Regions from separate parts of the Mus musculus genome. Here regions 1 and 2 are each linked to region 3. Evidence: chromatin contacts called from public HiChIP or PLAC-seq data. All regions are on one chromosome and are shown on one strand. The core of a region is the stretch at or near the end of the contact, and the rest is flanking DNA. Distances in the headings are between cores, read along the strand shown.

Region 1 (4,054 bases), core at 130-2,629, 250 kb before region 3:
GAGTTATTGTGGGGCATAAAAGATGAGCAAGAGTCAGAGACAGTTGGAGAACAGAGTCTGAACAAGAGTAGAGACTAAAGAGAGTGTCAGAGAAGCAGGGAGAAAATAGGTGAGATTGATGACCTGTGAGATATGTTAATGGCCAGAAGAGTGGCTAAAAATGACTGGAGAATCCTTCAGACTTGTCAACAAAGAAATCCTTTAGCCTAATTTAGGGTGCAGGCGGCTGAGGAAGGACATAGGTGAAATATGTGCTCTGTGTGTTCATTTTTATTAAAGCTTATCTGCAAAGGCCTCAGATTTGCTGTGTACTTGTAGCTGAGGCTCTTTTGAACTCCTGGTTCTCCTGGCTCCACCTTCCCAAGTGCTAGGATTACAGATGTGTGCCCTAGTTAAAATAGCTGTATACCTAGCATTAAAAATTTTAAGTTAGAAAATACTGTGGTGCTCCGGGGATGCATCTCAGCAGTAGAGTGCTTGCCTGCTATACACAAGGCCCTGGGACTGATCCCTAGCACCACAAATACTAAAGCAGACATTCTGGTAGGGAAAACTGGTAGACAGCAGAGTGGTGACCATCAGGAGGGGGGTTGTGGGTGATGAATGACTACATTAATTAGAAGTTCTGTGCAGTATATTTATTTCATGCCCTGAAACATTGCTGCTGCTGTTGCTGCTTTCCTTTACACATAATAACATAACTAAAAGACAGACAAGCATGTGGTATGAGGCTGTGGATGAGGCATTCTTTGTTTTCCTTTTTTTTTTTTTTTTGAGACAGGGTTTCTCTGACCTGGCTGTCTGAAACTCAGTAGGTAGAACAGGCTGGCCTTGAATGCACAGAGACCCTCCTGCTTCTGCCTTCTGAGTGCTGGGTTCAAAATTTATGTTTTTTTCTATAAAGACTGAGAGTTCACATGGACTATATATGACAACCTACTCTGAAATGTGTTTTTCTCCCCCTTAGCTTGTGACCGATGGTCAGTGCTTCCCAGACCTGAGCTCCATCATGATGTCAACAGATTTGGCCATTCAGCAGTCTTGTACAACAGGTAATTGGAAAGCAAAGGCTCTATTACTGTCTTACATCTTATATTCATTTTTAATATCAACTTCCTAACAGTTGTATCTGAATGGTAAGAGGTTTGGGGAGAAAAAAGGAGAGAAGGCAGTTCTAAGTGCACGATAAGGTAAGGGGAATAGGACTGGGAGGTTATGGGGTCAAAGAGCAAGTCTGAAGTCTGCACTATATCCAGGTGTGTGCTCAGGAATACTTTTCTGACCAGCAGAGCTCTTTTTCCATTTGCTCCAGGAACCTTAGTCCTGTAAAGGACATGCAAAGGACTAGGGTTGTGGGCCAGCAATAGAGTGTTTATCTAGCTTGCACAAGATCCTGAGTTCTGACCTCAGCATTTTGCCTTCTGCAAACACAGCATTTGCCATAAGGGACATGCAGAATGGCCATTTTACCTAGTCACTTGAAAGTGTGCTTTAAGATTGAGAAACTTAACAGCCTGCTGATGCTGACTTTTCTTATTTTGCTTCTGTTACTGCTTTCTGCTTCTTTCTTTAATACTCTAATGCTTACATTATATAGTCCTACAGGTATTCAAATTTTCTGTTGGAGTTTCCTAATACAAGTAATTTAACTTGCATTAGGAAAAGGATAAAAGTGCCATTCTGGAGTTGTGAAGAATGACCGTTTAGAAGCTAGATAGTGGGGAAAGATGATATCTTTAATCATGTGATTATTTAGTGTTTTACAAGTATATAGGGGATTGTGGCAAGACCATTGTATGATTAGAGACTAAAGTGGAAAGATTTTTTAAATATCTTGTTAACTTGAGTGTTATCTTAAATTACAATCTGATGCTTTCCTCAGAAAAAGCCCTAAATGCCTCTTGAGGTTTTCATCTGGCAAGTATCATGTCACCTGGCCTTGCTGGTGGAATCTGCCCCAGCTCATGTGTGTTCTTAGTGTTCTCCTAGCACAGAGTTAGGCACGTGTGGGCATTTGCATACTAATGTATAGTAATAGTAACAATTGAATGAATTGTCTATTAAAACATTCTTAAGTTTTACCCAAACACAGAGAGGTCGACAATTTGTCATAAAATGTAGTTTATCCATGAATCAAAATCAGGAATGACTGTCTGAACAGTGTTTTTATTTTTTATTTTATTTTATTTTGTGTAATTTCTGTGATGTGTTTGAATATCTCAGTTTTAGGCAGGATTGGAAATGTTAGAGGTTGGTAAGAGGTCATGGTTGCAGTTTGATCATGAGAGAAATCGATGGCTCTCCCTTCATTGCAGTGTTGTCAGTCAGCAGTGTGGGATCACCTATGTCTAACAGTTGTTCTAATTGAGAGAGGATTACAGGAGGGAAAGCAGTGAGATTGTGAGGTGCTAGATGAGGAGATGGCATTTACCTAGCAGCCTTCTCTCCCGCCCTCCCATCATGTGACCTGAGAGATTCACAATTTCTGAAGATATCAGCTGTGCTTAGTTTAAGCAATAGTTTTATTAACTAAATCCAACTTGATTCATGTTATTCCCAGGGAACCAGTGGTAGGATTAAAAATGAATCCTAGTGTTCTTTTTGGTTATTGGAATGTCAAGTTTTCAGACACTGTAACGAATACAGAGCCATACAATCACTATATTTATTTGGTCCTTTGTTGACTTAGAAAAATTGAAGCCCAGTTTAGGTGAGCTACCAAATTTCTCATTGTGGATTAGTATTAAACTTGCGTGGAGTTGTGGGATCTTGGAAGTGGGGGCTAAGCATCCGTGTTTGTCACAGCCCAGAAGGAACAGATGAGGTTCCTTTTGAGGAGTCTTATGTCTTTATGAACTTGGACTTAGAAATATTTGATGTGTTTAATTCTGCTGTAGTTTTTTAAACTCTAGCTAGTGAGCATCTTTTCACAGGAGCGCTTGAGTCTGACCTACAGCCATTGTCTGTCTCTGGTGTGCATATTACAAATGCACTGGGAGCGTTTCTTGACCCAAACATATAATTAGATTTTTCTTCTAAAAAGGTCTAGTTTGGGAAGGAATGAAAGGGATTAGAGAAATGTTGTGGGTTTGGTATTTATTTATTTATTTATTTATTTATTTAATGTATATGAATGATCTATCTTCATGTATACCTGCATGCCAAAAGAGGACATCAGACTCATGATGGTGATGAACCATCATGTGGTTGCTGGGAATTGAACTCAAGACCTCTGGAAAAACAGCTGGTGATCTTAACTGCTGAGGCATCTCTCCAGCCCAATTGTTCTGTTTTAGTTTGAGGATGAACATCTAATTTAGAGATGCCCTGCTTTTCCAAAAGTGAGTTTTAAACACTAATTTCCATTGTCAGTGGATTGGTCTTTTAAGAATATAGGTAGTGGTGGCACACGCCTTTAATCCCAGCACTTGGGAGGCAGAGGCAGGTGGATTTCTGAGTTCGAGACCAGCCTGGTTTACAGAGTGAGTTCCAGGACAGCCAGGGATACACAGAGAAACCCTGTCTCGAAAAGCAAACAAACAAAAACAAAACAAACAAACAAAAACAAACAAAAAGAATATAGGTTGGAATAGGTTGGAAGCAGCCAATGATAGTGCATACCTTTAATCCCAGCACTTGAGAAGCAGAGGCAGGTGGAACTCTGAGTTTGAGGCCAGCCTAGTTAGTCTACAGAGTATTTTCCTGGAGAGCCAAGGCTATATATAGAAACCCTATCTTGAAAGGCCAAAAAAGGAGGAAAAAAAAAAAAAAGAAAAGAAAAAAGAAAAAAAGAATGCAGGTTGGGCAGTCAGGGTAAGTGTCTAAGGTAAGAGGAATTCTTCAAGGTGGAAAGTCATGAGTTCTGCGCCAGCCTAGGCTACAGAGTACTGAAAGGGGAAGAGACTGTCCATGTGTCAGACCCTCATTTCTCCAAAAGTCACATGACTATATTTTTTCTGTATTGCCCACTCTTCCATACATGCACCTAACAATAAATATTGAAGTTCACTCTGTGGCACTATATCTATGTGATAGACTTCTAGAAAAGTGATTT
Region 2 (4,156 bases), core at 400-2,899, 190 kb after region 3:
ACATAAGGAGACTGAAAACACCAGGAAAGCAGGTTCTTCCATGGTCATTGCTGATGCAGAGGCCGTGGAGGGGTGCTGCTTGCTGGCTTGCTCCTCATGACTTGCTCAGCCTGCTTTCTTATAGAACCCAGGACCACCTGCTCAGGAGTGGAAACACCCACGGAGGCCTGGATCCTCTTACATCAATCATTAACTGAGAAAATGTCCCACACACTTGCCTAAAGGCCAATATGATAGAGGCATTTTCTCATATGAGGCTTCTCTTTCCCGGGTGATGCTAGCTTGTGTCAAGCTGACAGTAAATGACCCGTACCATGTCCCACCATGGAGCCTGGCCTCTCCTCCCTACTGGCTAGGATGGCTCTCACTCTTTCTTCTTCCCTGGCTGTATTTTGACTCTTGACTTAGAGTTCAAAGTTAACTGTGTCAGGCAGGGGATGAAGTGCGCAGATAAGGCAGTGTCAGTCAGTTGGAGCTTTGAAAAGTCAACCCAGGATTGCGTCAATGTTAAGAACTGTAGAAACTAGATTAACAGCAGCCTGCGTGCCTACCAAAAGAAAAAGTGACTAACATATGGTCTGTTCATGTTCTAGGAATACTGTGAGTGGTGTAAAAGAAAGCTCCCAGACAAGATGATAAAGGAAAATGCATGTTGTAGAAGACACTTCTAGAGCAAGAGCTCATGTAAACAGAACAATCCCTAGTGTGGCTCTAAGTGCATAGAAAAGGTCTTTGCCTGAAAGGAAATAGAAACACAGGCAAAGGGATTGGAGCCCTAGTTGTAATATTCTAACAACAACAACAACAACAACAACAACAACGACTTCTTCTTCTTCTTCTCTTCTTCTTCTTCTTCTTCTTCTTCTTCTTCTTCTTCTTCTTCTTCTTCTTCTTCTTCTTCTTCTCCTTCTCCTTCTCCTTCTCCTTCTCCTTCTCCTTCTCCTTCTCCTTCTCCTTCTCCTTCTCCTTCTCCTCCTCCTCCTCTTCCTCCTCCTCCTCCTCCTTCTTTTTTTTTTTTTTTTTGGTTTGGTTTGGTTTTTTTGAGAGAGGGTTTCTCTGTATAGCCCTGGCTATCCTGGAACTCACTTTGTAGACCAAGCTGGCCTTGAACGCAGAGATCTGCTTGCCTCTGCCACCCAAGTGTTGTAATTAAAGGTGTGTGCAACCATGCCTGGCTACATAACTTGAATCCTTAAAAAATAAAATATGAGGGGCTGGAGAGATGGCTCTATGGCTAAGAGCACTGACTGCTCTTCCAGCTGTCCCAGGTCCCCCCAGCACCCATGGCATTGCACAACTCTCTGTAACTCCAGTTCCAGGGATCCGATGCCTGACGTCTGTGGGCATCAGGGAGGCACACACACCAGGTGCACATACACACATGTAAGTATAACACTCCTATACATACATGTAAGTATAACACTCCTATACATACATGTAAGTATAACACTCCTATATATAACATAAAATAAATAAATCTAAAATTTTCATCTGATTTTGTAAGATTTGTGGTAGCTCAAATGACCACTGTTGTAAAAAGTTAAGTAAATGTGTTCTTTTCCCAGAATTTGCCTCACTGCAAGGTGTGCTAAGAGATAGTTCTCTGATTGTTTAGGAAAGCCCACACAATGTCTCTGGTCCTTAAGTTTATCCACTAAGAGATAGTTCTCTGATTGTTTAGGAAAGCCCACACAATGTCTCTGGTCCTTAAGTCTGCCCCCTTAATGCGGTTAAAGGTTAACCAATGATAAACTGCCAGCCCTAAACTGTGACAGAAAACTTCTCTAAAAAATGTATAGCCAGGCATGGTGGCGCATGCCTTTAATCCCAGCACTTGGGAGGCAGAGGCAGGCGGATTTCTGAGTTCGAGCCAGCCTGGTCTACAGAGTGAGTTCCAGGACAGCCAGGGCTACACAGAGAAACCTTGGGAAAAAAATGTATAAAAGGTGTGTGCTTTAGCTACTCTGGGTCGCTTCTATCCCGATTTCAGGACAACCACAGCATGCTGGGTCAATAAACCTCTTGCTTTTTGCATCCATCTCCGTCTCTACATCTCTGTGAGTGGGACATCCCAGATGTAAGGCTTTTTGGGTCTTACAATTTATTTATGCATATTCTGTTTATGTTCTCAGAGCCATGCTGGGAGAGCCATCGATCAACTGACTGAGCAAATATTGGCTATGCATATGATTATGACTTAATCAGACTTCTCTGGCTTGGCCACTTACGAGAATGGTGTCATCATTTTCTCCATTTCAGTCATATGACTGCACGTGATCAGTGATGACTGTCAGGTCAAGTGATCATCACTCTGTATGGATTCTCACCTTTTCTGTTAGTATAATCGGAATATGGCCAAGCTGTGTGATCTCGAGCAAATGACTTAACCTCTCTGACATTTGGCTGTTATCTTGGCCTAGGTCTCCTGAAGAAGAGCTTGAGAATAAGATTTATGAAGAAGTAGTTTTTTTTTTGTTGTTTTTTTTTTTTGTTTTTTGTTTTTTTTTGCGAATGTGACACCAGGAAGCAGGAAAGAGGGACAAAGGACTGAATCTGAGAAGACAGCCCATATGAGATGGATCACCAAGTTGGCTAATGCTGCAGGTGTCCAGGGCTCCATGCCATCATGACCTTCCCCATGAAGCCTTCTGAAATAGTTCAGATTTTTTTTTTCTGAATAACAAGCATTTACCCACTGGTTCCTATTGATGAAAAGAGGCCCACAGACTCTGAGTTCCCCACACTTACGAGATACATATGCCCCTTGGTTATCCTGCCTATCTATATTTGGGAAATGTGTTTGCTAGGTTTTTAATCAACATAATCTAGAGTCACCAGAGAAGAAGGAACCACAGTTGAGAAAATACCTCATTGCCTGGGATCTCTGACCTCATAGTCTTAGTTTAATTGGTAAATCTGAAATTAGTTGGCACACCAGAAATGAAGGAAGGGGGAAAGGGTCACTCTGCCAAGGAGAAAGAAGTCATTGCTCTTGGCCATCAAATTCAAGGAAGACATCAGAGAACCATTTTGTAAACAAAGGTCTTACTGGGTGGTGATTAAAACATTTGCATCAATCTTACAAAGTGGGGGTGGTATAAAAAGATTTGAATTCCTTGTCCGAAACACAAGTTTCATAGTATATGATAGAAAATTTCATACTTTATGTTTCTTACAGTGCTTAAGAAACATAACTTACTTTATTTGCTTATTTATTTATTTATTTATTTATTTATTTATTTATTTGAGACAGTTTCACTGTGTAGCCTTGGCTGACTTGGAACTTGCTATGTGGATCAGGCTGGCTTCAACTCACAGAGGTCTACCCGCCTCTGCCGTCTGAGTGCTGAGAGGAAAGGCCTGTGCCACTCCAGGTCCTACTTTGTTTTTTTGATAGAGGATCTGGGACGCCAGACTCACTGATCAGGCTATGGCTGGCTTGCAAGACTCAGACATCTGTCTATCTCCAGCTCCCAGTACTGTGATCACAAGCATATGCCTCCACACCCAGCTATTTGCACAATTTTAGGCACGCAGGTCCTCATGCAGTAAGCACACAACCAATTGGTCTACCTCCCTAGCCTTACAGAATTTATTGGCTTAGAACCCTACTCATCTAATCTCACGGATGTATGGATGTATGGCTCTTCTGTGTGCTTCCTCTGTCTAGGTTGGTAATCCAATCTTAGTAGCTCTCTCACATCTCTATGGGCAGCTGGCTGGGGGCTGGTTCAGATGGTTGTCATCTGGCTGATCCTTGCCTGGGTCAGTGGGGTCCTTGAGTAACATGATTTTTCATCCCTTAGAAGGCTATTGAGGGCGTACTTTTGGAGTGACTGCACAGATTCCCCAGGGAAGTAAAAATTCACACAGATTTCTGTCAAGTTGTCAAGCCAAACAACCCTCAGGAAGAGTCTAGATCCAGGATGTTCCCTAATGGGAGATGATAATACAAAGTCATAATGCAAAGGGCATATGCTGGGAGGGGACACAGGAAGGGGAATAACTGGTCACTTTTGCAAAAGTGGTCACTATCACAAAGGTTCAAGGGAAGTCGGTGGAAGGGAGACTAAAGAGTCCAAGAGATTGGAGGACTGGTTGGGAGTTGCTTAGTAGTGACTAGAGAGGGATGGGGTTTGCCTCCATTCCAAGATTG
Region 3 (4,372 bases), core at 1,337-3,836:
AAATCCTGCCTGCTGACTGTTAGCATTCCCACAGGGAGTGGAGGGGGCCCTGAGCCAGTGGCATCCTGACCCAATGTGTATTTTGTCAAAGACTCCAAGGCCAATTGACTCATAAGAAATTAGCAAAGCTGGGCTGGTGAGATGGCTCAGTGGGTAAGAGCACCCGACTGCTCTTCCGAAGGTCCAGAGTTCAAATCCCAGCAACCACATGGTGGCTCACAACCATCTGTAATGAGATCTGACTCCCTCTTCTGGAGTGTCTGAAGACAGCTACAGTGTACTTATAATAAATAAATAAATCTTTAAAAAAAAAAAAAAAGAAAGAAATTAGCAAAGCTATTGCCCATATGGGCCAGGCACAAGAGGAGTCAATGTATACATGTGTATTAACAACTGAACAGTGTGTGCAAATACTAGCAACTCTGGCTTCCTCCGCTGCATGTGTACAGCCTGAAACTGATCACTTACATAGACTGCCTACTGGACTAGCCAGCCCCTCCCCCTGCGCTCGGCTGATAAATAGGCTGGTGGAACTCATTCTTTCCCCAAGTCAGGCTCTAGTGGAATCTTCCATTGTTGTCATGCTGTACACAGAAACAGTAAATATTTGTTTGGGTCTCCCAGGGAAAGCATTCTTGTGACAGCGGCAGCGTGTCTGTTCTCTCAGATCATGTCCACCCTTCACCATCTTGTTCAGGTTCTCCCCTCCTCCCTTCCCTCCATGCACAGGCTGTGGGAAGCAGAGCTCAGGATCCAAAGACTTTCCATTTTGCACTGTGATGTGTGACTTAGTCATCTGCCAAATGAGAGACCACACCCAAGTTTCTTTCCCTATTATAAATCTGACCCATGTCTAACTCAAGCCTTGTGTTATTCTAGTGCCAGGGAGGGATTCTATTATATTCTTAGCCTATTTGTTTATTTATTTTTATTTTTTTATTCTTTGTTTGTTGAGGCAGGGTTTCTCTGTGTAGCTTTGGCCATTCTGGAACTCTCTCTTTAGACCAGGCTGGCTTCAAACTCACAGAGATCTGCCTACCTTTGCCTCTCAAGTGCTGGGATTAAAGGCTTTTGCCACCACCTTATCTATTTTTTAAGAAGGATCTATGTATCCTTAACTGGTGTCAAACTCACAAAGATCCATCTGCCTCTGCATTTCCAGTGCTAGGATTGAAGGTGTAGTGCCTGGCTCTCAGCTCCCTTTAAATTCAAAATTCAAGGCAGGCAGATGGATCTCTGAGGATCTCAAAAAGAGAAAGAAAGAGAGAGAGAGAGAGAGAGAGAGAGAGAGAGAGAGAGAGAGAGAGAGAGAGAGAGAGAGGAAGAAGGAAGAATTCAAAGTAAATTATTACTTCAGTGGGTTTGCTAGATGGCCAGGCACATTGCTAACATGAAGTAGACACTGTTAGGCTGGCTGCTTTTGACCATGTCTGAGGTGGCATGCACGCATGTTTCCAGGGACCCAACAGACTCTCTGAAGCAAAGGTCAAAAGAGGCCAATGGCCACAGGGCAAGTATCTCCCAGGGCACACCCACATCAGGTGAGCCCTCCAGTTCTGCCTGCCTCCAGCACTGACCAGGGAAGTCATCTGTTGTACCACCTCTGCCTGGGTCCCCCACTGTCCTCCAGGGTACTGGCTCAGTGCATTCTTCTCCCCACATCCCACACAAGATTAGTAGTTTCCAGTGGTTTTGGGACTTGATATGGACTGTCTGAACAGTGAAGAGAGGCCAGGATATCATGCTCTCAATGCCAAGTGGCCCCCCAGCTGCCACAGACCTCTCTGCCAGTTCTTTGCTACAATCTGCTGGCAGACATGAGGCCTGGCCCAGAGTGATAGGGACCGGGGACAAGGAACTTCTGCCAAGAATGGAGCAAACATAACTCCCTAGCTCTCTGATTGAGACACCACTCTGCCTGGACCCATCCTTTTGTATTGCATCTGAGATCGAAACACTCGCAGCATATGCAGTACCAGTCCCCTGAAACTGCCCTAGTTCTTATGGCCTAGAGGGTTCAGGATGCAGTCCTTAATGAGGGGCTTTCTTCAGAACCCCTGCCTGGGCCACTCAAATCTTTCTTTTTGTCCTCAGACACTAGTCAAGTGACTGTAGACCTGCCTTAGAAAGCCTAAGGAATTCCCATGCCTTTCAGAGTTAAAGGAATGTGTGTGTCCCAAACACCTCTTGGGCCATTGGTTCAAATGTAAACTCATGACTGCGTTTCAGCAGGCAGACTTCTGCTCCTGCAATTCGGTCATTACTACTGCACAGAGCTTGGCCTGAGGACAGCCGAGCGGAGGCTTCCTTGGACAGTTCCGCGCACGCCGCCGGGGTCCTCAGCGCCCCCTGGCGGTCGCCCTCGCAGTGGCCAGGCCGCAGCTGATCAAGGGCTTTCTAGCGCCTTCAAAGAAGCTTTCCGTAGCCATGAGCCCTCCAGGGCGCCCCCGCAGCCGAGGGGATCGGCTGGTCAGAAGCGTGTACGTCCTCGGGAAGTCGAGGACCACGCCGGGACCACAGGCCCATGGCTGAACTACAAACCCCAGAGTTCAGCGCGCCGCTGCTGCCCGCGCGAGGCAGTGACGCAACTGGGGCAGATAGTGGGAGGAGGACGTGGTGCCCTGGGGTAATGACGCGCTCAGCTGGCGGCAGAAGGGTGACCAGAGGTCAAAGTCTGCAAATCTAGGTTCCCTTCCTGAAGCGGGCTTGCTAAATTTCCTGTTGGGTAACTTTGAATTCTTGGTCTGTTTAGCTTTAGCTGTGGCTAAACACTGTTTCTCCTCAGCCTTGAGACCGGGGGCTGCCACTCTCGCTTTGCCCAGAGCGGCCAGGCTCTCTCTCTGTGTATCTGTGGCTGACTTGAATTCCTGATTCTCTTGCCTCCGCCTCCCGAGGGTTGGGATTTCAGGTACGTGCCACCACGTCTTTCTTTTTGAAATGATTTCGGTTATCTCGGTAGATCCCTTTGGGTAAGGTTTGCCCCGCTCACTCTGTCCCAGCCGATGTGAATCGGTTGCAGATGCGGCATTTTAGAGGTATTTTCTTGAGTGTTTCCTAAAACAAAGACATGTTCCTGCATTCAAAACCAAGTGTCACTGATGAAGACTCCCCTCTCACACTCCATACTAAAAGTTGTCTCAATGGAGCCCGGTATGGAGGCTGGGTTATTTTGTTCCGGGAGCAGACTTGGCATTCAGCTGTGGTCTCTGATTTTTTTTTTTTTAGTTCTCAGTTTTTCCTGCACTCGCATGACCCGTATGCATTTGGAGATTCCCTGACAGTTTTGCAGAAGTAGGTTTAGCGACATAGGAGATATGTCCAGCTATGGATGGCCCTTGTTCTGTGATGCAGAGCAGGCACTAGATTATTCAGAGGCTAGGCAGATCTAGATGGTGATCGCTGTCTAGCCACACAATCTCTGGACACACTCCCAGGCCACACCCCTCATTAGGGTGCCTCCTTAGCAGGGGATTCACTTTCACCATCTAGGTCTCTGGCTTTCCTGGAGCACCCACCCTGGAGCTATGGTCCACGCTTTCCTCATCCACACTCTGAGGGCCCCGAATTTGGAAGATACAGGCCTTTGCCGAGTGCTCTATTCCTGTGTCTTTGGTGCTGAGAAATCACCCGATGATCCACGGTCACATGGTGCAGAAAGGGACAGGCTCTTCCGCAAGGAACAGATTTTGGCAGTGGCCAGGTAATCACACAGCCCAGCTCCAAGCTTCATTGAACACAGAGGTAGTAATAAGGGACACTGGAATAGGACAGGCAAACAGGAAGACCAAAAATCTGAATGTTTCCCCCAGTTGTCCTCCATTGTTTATAAAGTATCACTATGAAGAGGAGCTAAAGAAAGAATGTTATTATCATGGTAGTTAGTATTTACTGCACTGGGAATATGTTCTGGGAATTGTATGTATGTGTGTGTGTGTGTATATATATATATATATATATATATATATATATATATATATAGTTTGTTTTTTTAAAATCTTTACGGTCTTCTGAGGTGGCCATGGTTACCATTTTCACTTTACAGAAGAGTAAACTAAAATACAGTGTTTAAGGCACTTAACCCACCCAAGGTTATGCAACTGAAGAGTAGCGTAATTGAGATTAGAGTATAGGCAGGTAGACACCTGTACAGATGAAATGTGCTTTACAATGGAGATTATAGGCATACATTAGGACACCTGGGTAAACAAGTGGCTTTAAAGCCAGTCTGTGAATGGCCCAATCTAGAAGATGGTTGAGGAAGCAGCAGAGGTGGCCTTGGCAGTCGCATGGAAGGCACCTGTGACTTGGAGAGGGATGGATGGTTGAGAGGTTGGATGGCCCCTGTCAGAGGACTTTGTTCTCACCCCTTACT

The links. HiChIP or PLAC-seq counts read pairs in DNA pulled down with a chosen protein or histone mark.
Region 1: an H3K4me3 HiChIP or PLAC-seq map of bone marrow-derived macrophages shows a contact between it and region 3, with 5 times the contacts expected there. The contact joins the enhancer-like site here to the promoter of Ap5s1 in region 3. A contact is called at or near these places in 6 of 39 promoter capture datasets (the 3T3-L1 cell line, 3T3-L1-derived adipocytes, the C10 cell line and 3 more), 1 of 15 datasets of contacts at CTCF or cohesin (the NIH/3T3 cell line), 5 of 484 Hi-C or Micro-C datasets (the AML12 cell line, the HPC-7 cell line, erythroblasts and 1 more), 5 of 115 datasets of contacts at active chromatin or transcription factors (astrocytes, bone marrow-derived macrophages, extraembryonic endoderm stem cells and 2 more) and 1 of 9 other capture datasets (adipose tissue).
Region 2: a contact with region 3 is called in an H3K27ac HiChIP or PLAC-seq map of extraembryonic endoderm stem cells. The contact joins the enhancer-like site here to the promoter of Ap5s1 in region 3. A contact is called at or near these places in 2 of 484 Hi-C or Micro-C datasets (embryonic stem cells and nephron progenitors), 4 of 115 datasets of contacts at active chromatin or transcription factors (bone marrow-derived macrophages, extraembryonic endoderm stem cells, large pre-B cells and 1 more) and 1 of 9 other capture datasets (adipose tissue).

What each region holds. Positions count from the first base shown.
Region 1 is chr2:130,963,877-130,967,930 of GRCm38.p6, forward strand. Atrn (attractin) reads left to right here. Exons shown (of 29, transcript NM_009730.3): 11 at 968-1,052. Among named protein-coding and RNA genes, the nearest start is that of Atrn, 59 kb to the left of the region's middle. Within about 2 kb of position 1,380, at least 6 of the 459 cell types and tissues checked have an H3K27ac peak or open chromatin away from gene starts, as enhancers often do. A contact at or near this core is called in bone marrow-derived macrophages, where this site is marked.
Region 2 is chr2:131,397,077-131,401,232 of GRCm38.p6, forward strand. No RefSeq gene overlaps it. Among named protein-coding and RNA genes, the nearest start is that of Rnf24, 46 kb to the left of the region's middle. Within about 2 kb of position 1,650, at least 3 of the 459 cell types and tissues checked have an H3K27ac peak or open chromatin away from gene starts, as enhancers often do. A contact at or near this core is called in extraembryonic endoderm stem cells, where this site is marked.
Region 3 is chr2:131,207,774-131,212,145 of GRCm38.p6, forward strand. It overlaps Ap5s1 (adaptor-related protein 5 complex, sigma 1 subunit), which reads left to right and starts at 2,587. Exons shown (of 3, transcript NM_001291031.1): 1 at 2,587-2,908; 2 at 3,490-3,700. The coding sequence starts at 3,525.